Linked DNA regions of Rattus norvegicus: all the other regions are linked to region 1. The links are chromatin contacts, called in public Hi-C maps. All regions are on one chromosome and are shown on one strand. Each heading gives the region's core, a stretch centred on a gene start, on an enhancer-like site or on the middle of the called end of the contact. The rest is flanking DNA. Distances are from core to core; before and after follow the strand shown.

Region 1 (3,602 bases), core at 403-2,902:
AGCTCTGGTGAAGTCCTCATCTATGCTGAGGTCACACCATGCTCTGTAAGTTCAGTGAGTTGCTGAGGGTTTGCAGAGCTAGACGCTGTCGCCGTTGCTGTGGCTGTCGCTGTTGCTATGGCTGGTGTTTATTCGGGGCTCCCAGGAAAAGCAAAGTCATCAGTCATGTCCCTTCTTGCCGATAAACTTGTGTTATCATTCCATACCAGTAGATCTGATTAGCACCACATTCTCTCCTCTTATCTATAAACCTTTATTTAGCTTTCGTGTCTGCAGACTGGTGCTGCTCCGTATACGATGCTACATGGATGCACGTCTGTTCTATTCAGACTAGAAATCATCATTCTTAGATAATCGGGCATTCTCTTCCTCTGTTTACTGTCAAAAATCTCCTTGTCTTTAGTATGTTGGCATCTGATCTGGGAGATATCCATCCTGCCTGCTGCTCTCTGGATTTCCTGTGTCCAGGGGCAATCAAGGAGAAGGTGCTAAGGGGTCTCTGCTATCCAAGGCTAGGCAATGGAACTACACGTGTGTACGCACGCACGCGCTCACCTTTGAAAACTGGACACAGAAGAAACCCAATAACCCACACAGTTGGTTGGCTCAGATAACTTTTGAAGAGTCTGGTCATCATCATCAGGTTTCCAGCGGCTGCCCAGGGTTAGGCCAGCAGGTTGGGAGTTCCAGGTAGGCTATAGACGGGCTTGCCTTGACCCGCAGAGGGAGGAGAGCTAAGAGAAGCAGGGTTTGGAGAATGTCAGTGGTTCTTAAAACTAAAAACCGATTTCTGGGCTCCACCAAAAACAAAACAAACGAACCAGAGGATGGTTTGGTCTTGCGCTGTGTCGGCTAATTGCGAATGACAGCGACATCTTGTGGTGATGATGGGAAGGAGCCTCGCAGAGCACGCCAACTTCGCCACCACACAGCTGCAGCGCCACCTGTAGAGAGCCAGGAGAGAGAGACTCCTAGGCTCATTCGGTCTGCTGGGGTGTTAGGTCCTGCAAGTCATATTTACTCTAGGGAAAGGGAAACCCAGTGTTGGGGAATTTCTGGTCTGTTTCAGACTACCTATATTCATTCACTAGTTCCTCGGGGCTGTTCCTCAGTTCCATGCCCAGTGACTAGCTTCCACCCAAAGCAGCATTTGACTTAATACCCATGATGCCTCATCATCCGTCCTTGGCAAGACAGATGAAGATTTGGGGCTAGAGGTGAGGTGCCTTGTGAGCTGTGAAGTACGGAGAGTGACCCCACAAGCCAGGCCTGGTGTATTACACTCAGACAACTGTGAAACCCGTAATTCAGGGTGACTCCTTGGACAGCCTGAGCCTGTGTCTGAGGCCTTAGTTTGAATCCTGACTGTGCCTAAACTCTCTAGCATTTGTGAACGCCACAAGAAGTCAGCAGCCACTTAGGTGCAGAGAGGTTAAGTATAGGAAAGTTCTCAGCTCCAGTCCCTCTATATCATCAGACACTCAGATGTGGGCCGGGGGCACAACCAGGAATGGATGTGCACCAAGGCTCCGGGGACAACAGGCTTCCTCTGGAACAAGATATTAATGATTAACAACCAGGTTAAGGAGGCCTGAAGTGGGAGTGAGCCCAGGGGAGGGGCAAGGGCAGCAGGTCCCCACCCCCAGGCCTTGCGGCTGGACGGCTGGACGTAGTGCTGAGTCACCTTGAAGCAGGCCTCGCCAGTTCAGGCCCTGGAGTGACCTCTGCTCACCGGCAGCAGGGGGCGCACTCTGGGCCTCCGAGCCTCAGGCCTAGGAAGGTGGATGACTTCAGGCAGCTCAGAGAAGGAGAGGGGAGAGGGCCTAAAGGGAAGAGGAAAAGAAGAGGGGAGAGAACACAGTTTTTTAAAGGCCCTGTTAGGTTTTCGAGAGAGCCAAGGCCAGCCCTGTCTGGAAAAGAGGCATGTGACACAATGTAAGGTGTCCAGGTTGAAGCCATCTGAGCAAGCAGTCCTGCTTCAGAGCTAGTGGGCCCTGGGCTCTCCCCTAGTCTGACCACAGCAGTAGCTCCAGAAACAGGGGAGCCAGCAATAGTACAGGAACCGAAGCGCATGGGGAGCGCATGGGATGGAGGTTCCCACTGCGCTGGACAACATAGCTGTAAATGATGCTAACATCGGCCATCTGGGGTGCCCAAGAGGTGGGTACTGTGTTCAAAACAGGACGCTCGTTTATTAAGCCATTGACTCGTTAATTCAACAACTATTAAGAACTTGGCAGGAACGTAATGACCTGTCTCCTCCATGGCAGCAAGAACATCAAGAAAAGTCCAGTTAGAACCCTGCCCTGGTGCTACCAATCACACACAAACTTTGGAAAACCCCAGCCCTGCTGCAAGGGGGAAAAGGATGGCAGCCTGAGGCCAGGGGAGACAGTGCTGTCAGGCAAGGGGAGAAGCGGGAGGCAGGCTTGCCTGTGGGGTCTCACGTGGCTCAGATCCTCACGGCTGAGCCAGTGTTTCCCAGAGGCTCTGGGTGACTCACCAGCCCCTAAGCCTCTGAGTGTTGCTTGTCTCACTCTGCCTTCCTTCCACACAGCTTAAGCCTTTCCTTAAGCCTTCCCTCTCCTAAGTTGCCTTGGTTAGGTTGTTTTTACCACAGTGCTGAGCAGTGGCTCTGTAGCCACACTTTCTGCGGCCATGCGCCCTCCCTCCCCACATGCACTCTCTGTCCTTTCACAGTAACACTGTTCATTCTCTGGCATGGAAAGCTGGGTATGAGCTTTAGACTCATCTACACTAACCGGCCATCTTTACCTGTAGAAGGAAAGGTTCTGGCTCCACTCATGTTCCGTGAAGTGACTGGACAAGGACACCTGACTAAATACATGGGAAACTGTCCTCGAGTGTCTCCAAACACAGTGTACGGAGGGGACAAAGCTCTGTAGGGCTTAGCCACTCAGAATGTAAGGTGGGCCCCGGGCCCTGCACCCTCCATAGGCTGATCCATGGCTGCTGGCAGGAGACTCTTACACTGGGTGGGAGGCAGAGAGAGGATCTGGAGCTTGTGTCTTTGAAACGTCCTAAGGGCAGCCTGGTGTATAACATGCCGTGACCCAGTCTCTCTTTCTGTTCAGGAGGTTGGCACAGTAACCACTCTAAGCCCAAGGTTAGGCTTTTCCCACACCTCCCTTGTACAGGTCTCCCGTCTCTGCCTTCTGTACTCTTGCCCTATTAACCTGCTCTGCTTCCGAGGCTCTCACAACAGTGCCTGTGGCTGAGGATCAAGTGTTAGACTCGAGTCTGTGCGTGTGTGTGCATGGTGGATGTGAGTATGTGGTATGTATGTGCATCTGTGTGTGTGTGTGTGTATGTGTGTGTGTGTATGTGTGTGTGTGCATGGTGGATGTAAGTATGTGTGTGGTACGTATGTGTGTCTGTATGTGTGCATGTATGTGTCTGTATATCTGTATGTGTGTGTCCACATTGTCTATGTGTGTATGGTTTGTGTATATGTGAGAGTGCGTGTATATGTGTATATGTGTATATTGTGTCTCTGTGAGAGTGCGTGGTATATGTGTCTGTGTGTGTGAGTTGTAAATGTAGTGTATGCACAGGTGTGTATCTATGTGTGTATGTACACA
Region 2 (3,622 bases), core at 742-3,241, 100 kb after region 1:
TAGGAGGAGTTGTGGGTCAAGTGTCACCAGATAGAAAAACTGGCAAGGTCAAGCAGATTAAGGAAGCCTGGCAATTCTCCCGAACTCCGCCCTCCCCACCCCCACCCCTCGCCCCCATCACTTCCCTCCCCTTCCCAACTCCTTGAGGTTCCCAGAGGCATCTGGGTACTCAGGAGTTTGGGAACACAGCCTCAGCCCCAGTTCAAGATGTTTCTCATGGGGAGAAGCACAGTCTGGGGTCCCCATCTTAGGTTGCTTTCTGCCTCCCCTGAACAGGTGTCAGCGTGCCTCACACCCTGATGGCGGAAAGGAAGGAACATAGCCTAGCATCTCTGTGCTTCCTCTCCTTGAGCTGTGTTCACGTACCATAGCAATGAGGTGAAACGAAGACCCACATTGCCTCAGTTTCCCCCCTTTAAAAATGAGAGTGGTTTCCAATACCTTTGATCCCCTTACCTTTTACCTCATCCTTCCTGGTGTTGGGGTGGGGAAGGACACAGAAGCCTGTCGTGGGGCTCCTGTACTCAGAGGTCTCAACATGAACCATGGGAGGCTGTGGACTTTGAGGTCTCCAGTCAAAGAAGACAGAAGCAGCAGCCCACCGCTGTGGGAGGAGGTACCACAGTGACCCAGAGTACTGCCTAGAGAGTATCCCTAAGGTTGAAGAACAGACCCCCCGGAGCATCTGTGGCGTCAGAGAAAGCACTGCAGAGGCTTCTGGGAGAGTCTGCCACAGAAACACATGGACGGGCTTGAAGAGCAGCTCTGAAGCCAAACCCACTCCAAGTGCCTCTCAACTTTGGAAGGAGAGCCACTGCCAAGCAACAACTAAGCTCTGCGTTCCTCCAAGGCTCAGAAATGTGTCCATCAGCTGCACCAAGGCCTGTCAGGGGCCGATTCCACCAGGCTGGGCAGCAAGGCAGCAGAGAGAAGCGTTGGGAAACAAAGCTGGAGGAGAATCAAGAGTCCTTCCCACAGTCCCACGCATGGCAAAGCTGCCAGCAGCTCCCTGCTTGGCTTCTTCACTGGACAATAGGAGGTAGAGCAAGCTACCCAACACTCCCTTCCTCTGCAAACCCAACCAGATGTCCCCGTGTGCCCTTGCATTCCGCCCAGCTCCCTTGCTGCAACCTGTGGAGTCTGCTAACCAATGGCGGGGGACCTGGGAGCCAAGGTCAGGGGTGGACCAGGCTGAGAGTAACCTCAGCTAGCCAGCGCTATGGCCCAGCCTGTCAGGATAAGGCAGGAAGCTCACCAGGGATGAGCTGACAACCTTCCCTCCCTTACCTCCAGGACTCTGCAACATGGCTGTCCTGCAGGGACAAGAGCAATGAATGCCTTGTACCAGTGCAGGTACTGACATGCCCTGTGTTTTGTATCTTATAGACACCCCTGGCCACACTCTTTATCTTGGGCTAGAGTCCCCTGAAGTTCTCTCTTCACCCATAGCCAGAAGGATCCAGAGGTCCTGGGTCCCTAAAGAAGACAGTCAGAGATTGGTGACTCCATAGCATTGGGTCCCTAACTGAGGCCAGCGAACAGGCTGGCTTGCGGCTGCCTCAGCTCCAGCAGCCCCAGCCTCTTGACTCATGTAGCTAAGACTCCGATAGACAGATCTCCAGCCATCTGTCTGAAGAGCTTAGTACCAGCAGTATGCTTACTAACCCAAGCTCTCCCAACCCCAGGCTATTCACTTCCCCCGAGGCTCTCCCTTCCCTCTCCCCCCAGGCTCCCTCCTCCCTCTCTCATTGGGGAAAGTAGGGCTTAGTTCAGGAGTCACAGAGCTCAACCAGTTGGAGCTGGAGTCTCAGCTCTACCACCCTGGTGTGACCTTTGGAGAGCAGCACGGTCTTCACCAGATCCCATTCCTGATGTCAGTGAATGGGGCTAACACCGACTCACCCATAAACCGGCTCATGGTGTCTCACATGTGGTAGGCAGCTCCTGAGTATGAACTCAGTATTGTGGTTGCTGCCTCTCGTGTGAGCTACTGGGATGACAGATGGAGGTCAGGGTTTGTGGCAAGCACCCTTACTCCCCGAGCCATCTTCATGCCTACGGGAGAGCTTTTAAAGATAAAACTGAGGAAGATTGCATCAGATATTTTGAAGCAATAAGTGTCTGCCACGATGATTAATAATGGGAGTGATGTCAGTCAGAGGCTGAACAGTCTTGCTCAGTAGGCATCCCTGAGGTGCAGTGGCCTCTGTGCAAGTTCACAGTTGGCCTGAGACAGAAGCAATCATGCTGGAGCAGTCCTTCCAGGTGACCGCAAGGCTCCACTCTCTTTCCTTTGGGTCTGGTTAGAATTGACACAGCAAGTCCATTCTGACAATATTTACTTTGACCCATTCTACAGATGAAGAAACAGGGGCCTAGGGACCATTAGATTTTCCCAGGGTGACTCAGCTGGGAAATATCCCAGGGCTACACAATTCAGTTTGTGACTTTTTTCTCTTTCTTTTCCCTTTTCCTTCTCTTCTCTTCTCTTCTCTTCTCTTCTCTTCTCTTCTCTTCTCTTCTCTTCTCTTCTCTCTCTCCCCCCCCCTCTCTCTGTGCATAGAGGAGAAAGGTTAGCCTCAGGTGCCACTCCTCAAAACCCCAGGAGTCTGCCCATCTCTGCCTCTCCAGCTCTAGATTTATAAGCATGTGACACCATGCTATTTACACAAATCAAGCTCAGATTCTGAGTGTGTGTGGGTGCTGGGAATTGAACTCAGGTCCTCTGGCAGAGCAGCCAGTGCTCTTAACCACTACACCATCTTTATAGTGTCATAATGTGGTTGGTTTTTTTCCCTAAATTTCCACACAGAACTTACACAACAAATGTAACGGAAAACCCTAATTTTCCTTTCAGTCAGACCTTGACGGTCAGTATTGGTGCTGTGTGAGGAAGAGGACTTTGTCATGTGACCCAGCCTCCTGCTCTCTTTCCTCACCGATCACGGTGTTAGTCACTCGAGCGCTGGACAGAAGCCATTCACGTTCATACACTTACTAAATCTCGTTCAACATGTTTTACTTCCTTCTTTCTTCTTCTTCTTCTTCTTCTTCTTCTTCTTCTTCTTCTTCTTCTTCTTCTTCTTCTTCTTCTTCTTCTTCTTCTTCTTTTCTTCTTCTTCTTCTCATGTGGTTCTCCTCAGTTTTGTTTTCCTAACAAAACCAGAGGCTTCCTGGGAAAGGTATCCACTAGCAGGCTCACACTAAACCGAAAGAAAACTCTTTGACAAGGACCCCATTTCAGGCCGAGGCTCAGCTTGAGTCTGAAAGTCTGTTCAGCTGTTCCCCTTCACTCCCTGGCTTCCTTCACAGGCAGCCCCACTCCTCAGGAGCAGAGGAAGGCCACAGTGAAAAGCCAAAGGGTTTCAGGAACTCATCCTCCATCCATGAGCTAATGGGTAGCTGTTAAAGGCCAAATCAAAGGCTCTGTGCATGTTAGGCACTGACACGTGTCCCCAACTAGGATCAATGATAAGCGACATATAACACGTAATATAGCTTCTGTTCAGAGACAGTCTCATGTACCTCAGGCTGACCTCAGATTCACTGTGTAGCCAATGATAGCTTGTAACTTAATTTTTTTTCAAAGCCTACTTTTAATGATGGTTCTTAAAGGCTTTAA
Region 3 (4,095 bases), core at 23-2,522, 120 kb after region 1:
CAACCACAACAGGATTTCTGTTGCTACTTCATAACTATAACTTTGCTATTGTTATAAATCACAATATAAATATGACATGCAGGGTCTATTTTCATTGTTACAAATCGAACATAATTAAAGCAGTGATTAATCACAAAAATATATGTAATTACATATTGTGAAATATTTACTCCTAATTACAAATAAATGTAATTTTGTCTTGAAGCATGGGGTGGCATTGGTAACGATCTTAACACAACAGTAAACTATACTTTGCCACACTTTGCAGCAGCTCCAGTAGAAAGAAACCTCACTGCAAAGGTTGGGATTGCTGCTCCTCACCCGATCAGAGCTCTTAGGCCGTCTTTGCAAGAGCACAAGTCTCTGCTCTGGCGTGCCACTGCTGCTGCTGTGTTTGCTATCCCAACACCACCAAACCAGACTGCTGCTATGTTCATAAAGTGTTTGTGAGTAGCTTGAGCACCGCTGATGATTCTTGTGAACTCAACTGCTGATTTCTTGACAAAGCAGGTGAGAGCTGCTCCAAAAAAACAATTGCTAAACAGGTCCACTGCCCCTGTATCCTAACAGCCTTTCTTTTCCACTATCTCTGGTGGGCTAGAAGGAAGGGCAAAGCATTTAAGAACCATCTTTAAAAACAGGGTTTAAAAAAATTAAAAGACTGGGGTTGGGGATTTAGCTCAGTGGTAGAGCACTTGCCTATCAAGCACAAGGCCCTGGGTTCGGGCCTCAGCTTCGAAAAAAACAAACAAAAAAGACTACAGGGTATAGCCACAAACACTTGCTCCAGAGTTCTGTAGCTGGGCATTGTGAAGGAATCGGCCCTCACTGTGCCACTCTAAGTTCAGTGGACAAACTCCTCTTGTGCTGTAACAGCTTCGACTTTAGCAAGTGCAAATGAGCATCATGCAGACTTGGAAAAGACAATGAAATGTCTTGTCTGTAAGCATGTGCAAGTGTTCTCACACAGAAATTATCTCTGTAATCTATTTGTCTGAATCAATGTCATGTTCCTCCCAAAAAAAAAAAAAAAAAAAAAAAAAGCAGGTAAGGTAGGCAGCATGTACATTTTATTTTTATCCTTTTATCCATTTATTTATTTGCCAAAGCTGAAGTTCTACTACTTGGAACAATCAGATCCTCCAGACAAATGGAGGCATGTTCTATTTGGTCCTTGCAGTGACAAATATGGAACCTAGAAAGTTACTGTCTGCAGTCACTTCTATATTACTGCCAAGTGCTCAGCCCTGCACTGAGCTTTCTGCCTGAGAACGCTTTTCCTCTTGACAACCGTTTCATCATCTCAGTGTGAGTAAGCAGAGCTTATTTGCAGCGTCCATCCATGCGTCCGACTATTTTAAGGGCTCACCTTTACAAAGCTGACTCAGAATGCTTTTCATTACCTTTCATTGTTGTTGTTTTGTTTTGAGACAGGGATTCTCTATGCAGCTCTGGTGCCCTCTGAGACCCACCTGCCTCTGCTTCCTGGGTGCTGGGGTTAAAGGCACGTGCCACCATGCCCAGCCCTTTTCACTACTTCTCATAACTCTGTGGCAGTGTCTTCATGGCTAATATTTGCCAATGAATCATACAGTGAGTTCTGATGATTTCTGGTGACTCACTCAGCTCCAAACATTGAAATCCAGATCTACCTCTTTGCATAGCCAGAGCACCATCTGTGCAAATACCAGACCTTCCCAAGAGCTCCTATGCTCCTTCAGAAATGAACCAATTGTGCCCTGCAGTCGTTTCAAGAGCCTTGCGAAAAAGGAAACTGGTCTCTAAAGTTCCATCATTAATGTACCTCATGTAAACCAGTAAAGGAAAAGCCTGCATCTGTGGACTCACAGAACTGGATACCAAATACTGAAGTGGAGCAAATTTACTTTGCTAGATTGTCTAATTAAGAACATCAGCAGATGTGTTAGGCCTGTCTCTGGGCATCTTGGGTGTCTTCTGTGTGTCCTCTGCTGCATGGTAGAGGCCACCTCTGGGTGGCTTTCAAGTCTGAGCTCATCAGCTTTGTTTCTAAACAATCCATATGCTTGCCAGGAGGGCACTGACGCATGCCCGCTACCAAACAGGAGAGCACAGACACACACCTGCTACCAAAATGGTACTTTATTTTGCTCAGCTTCCTAGATTTGGCTGATAGAAATTCACAACAAATAACACACTGTGGCCCCAACTCTTACTGTAATTACTGAGGTAAAACCACACTGTAGAAAATTCTCTCTATATTCTCTCCATGACCATTGTCATGGGATGGTTTTCTAATAGAATTTCTAATGAAATCATATATATATATGTATGTATGTATGTATGTATGTATGTATGTATGTATGTGTGTGTATATATATATATATATATACAATCCCCAGGACCTGCAACTAAAAAGAAAAAGAAGGTTCCAATGGCCTGTGCATATAAGTTCTTCTGTTCAGTCCCCAGCCCCACCTTTCCACTGCAGTCAGTTGCTGGCTCCCTGGCTCCCTGGCTCCCTGGCTCTGGGCACTACTCACGCTCCAGGCTGTCCTCCCGAGCTCTCAGTGCTCGCTCTCGATCCTGCAGCTGCCTTTCCTTCAACTTGAGCTCACTCAGCACAGGGCTGGAGTCCTGCAGCTTCGAAGGCTCGCCTGAGCGCCGTCCCCTCCTCTCCAGATTTCTCCTTTGCTCTTCTGCAACCAAGTCTGCTATCAAAGGGCTCTCCAGAATTTCCTCCACTGAAGGTCGATGGTAGTCCTGAAGAAAGTGTGGCAGGCAGATCAGAGTCATCTTAAGAAAAGCAGCTACGTTAGCAGGGTAAACAAAAGACAGTTCCTGCATCGAGAGATATCTGGTTAAACACCTGGAAACACAAGTTCACTGGTCACAAAGTGCTAGGTCTGCACCAAGACACAGGTTTATCTTCCTGTTTGATTTTAAGGAGCTGGCTCAGGCCTGCAGAACTACTCACACCTATACACACACTGGAAATCATTGGGCTGCTCTGCAGAAGTGGGACCTGCTTCTCTAAATACCAAGGACATCCTCACAACCTTTAGTCTTACCAGTCTGTCCCCCGCATGCCCCACCACACCCCTCCTGCATCCTCCACAAAGCCCCAGCTCCCCACTTCACTCTCTCTCATCAGCTGACAAAGACCACCTGCCTCCTGTCCCACCAGCCAGCTAGAGAACCTTTGCAGGATATTTTCACCCTGTTGACCTTCCTCTCATACTCTGTCATCCCTTACAGAGAAGGGAGAGTAACAGCCCATTCTGGTTCCTTCCTTACTCTCACTGCTGCTCTGAGATCGGCCTTTCCTCAGTCCTTCCATGCCACGACCCACTGGTCACTGTGGCAGAAGATGTGAGGCTGTGGATGTTGAGGAGACGTGTCTCCACACCTGTGAGCGTCCGCCTGCGCGAACACGATTTTAGCCAGAGAGACTGACGGCTTCTTTAGTTATCATCCATCTTTACACAAGAATACATCTCCAAAGTTCAGAGTCTGAGACAGAGCACACAAGGCCTTGCAACCATTACCTTTAAATTCAGCATCCGAGTGATGAGGTCATTCAAGCCATCAGAGTAGCGGTAGGGGATGCGCCGGAACCTCCCTTCCCTGATTTTCCCCGCTAACTCTTTCTGGTTGAAAGCTGTAAATGGAGGCCTGGGATTTTAAAAAAAAAATTAAAAGAGAAAGGAGGGAAGAGATAGAAGGGAGAGAAGAGGGCAAGGGAGAACAGAAGTTATAAAAATGTTCAATGAACACAAAGGACAGGAACAAATGGGCGACTGGAGTCCGCTCTGCACTCCACTCCCTCATCTGGGACTCTCCCTGGCTACAGTTAGTGTCGCCGCTGTGCGTGTGACAAGGCCGGGCTGCCATATTTTAGGGATGAACAGCTCTCTGACTTGGGCTATGTCCATGTTCTGAACATTCTGCAGCACTGTGGCTTCCAACTACTAGACCCAAGGACAGCCCAAACTGTCTCCAGTGTGATGGAAAGTCTTTCCTCCATCCCTGTACAACTGTGGTCCTGGGGACCAGCTTGGCAGTGCTGGAGGAAAGTGTCAAGACTCAGTCCTTCCTGTTCTCCCAACCCCAGAC

What was found. A called contact is a pair of places that touch in the nucleus more often than the background predicts.
Region 2: a contact with region 1 is called in a Hi-C map of the A7r5 cell line, with 3 times the contacts expected there. The contact joins two enhancer-like sites. A contact is called at or near these places in 8 of 12 Hi-C or Micro-C datasets (the A7r5 cell line, the Rat2 cell line, Schwann cells and 4 more).
Region 3: a contact with region 1 is called in a Hi-C map of the A7r5 cell line, with 3 times the contacts expected there. The contact joins two enhancer-like sites. A contact is called at or near these places in 8 of 12 Hi-C or Micro-C datasets (the A7r5 cell line, the Rat2 cell line, Schwann cells and 4 more).

The regions. Positions count from the first base shown.
Region 1 is chr13:106,065,856-106,069,457 of GRCr8, reverse strand. It overlaps Rd3 (RD3 regulator of GUCY2D), which reads right to left. Exons shown (of 6, transcript XM_063272732.1): 2 at 1,685-1,823; 3 at 822-944; 4 at 1-734. Among named protein-coding and RNA genes, the nearest start is that of Rd3, 7.0 kb to the right of the region's middle. Within about 2 kb of position 1,652, at least 21 of the 93 cell types and tissues checked have an H3K27ac peak or open chromatin away from gene starts, as enhancers often do. A contact at or near this core is called in the A7r5 cell line, where this site is marked.
Region 2 is chr13:105,965,195-105,968,816 of GRCr8, reverse strand. No RefSeq gene overlaps it. Among named protein-coding and RNA genes, the nearest start is that of Nek2, 30 kb to the right of the region's middle. Within about 2 kb of position 1,991, at least 4 of the 93 cell types and tissues checked have an H3K27ac peak or open chromatin away from gene starts, as enhancers often do. A contact at or near this core is called in the A7r5 cell line, where this site is marked.
Region 3 is chr13:105,942,163-105,946,257 of GRCr8, reverse strand. Nek2 (NIMA-related kinase 2) reads right to left here. Exons shown (of 8, transcript NM_053691.2): 5 at 3,528-3,654; 6 at 2,523-2,742. Among named protein-coding and RNA genes, the nearest start is that of Nek2, 7.4 kb to the right of the region's middle. Within about 2 kb of position 1,272, at least 6 of the 93 cell types and tissues checked have an H3K27ac peak or open chromatin away from gene starts, as enhancers often do. A contact at or near this core is called in the A7r5 cell line, where this site is marked.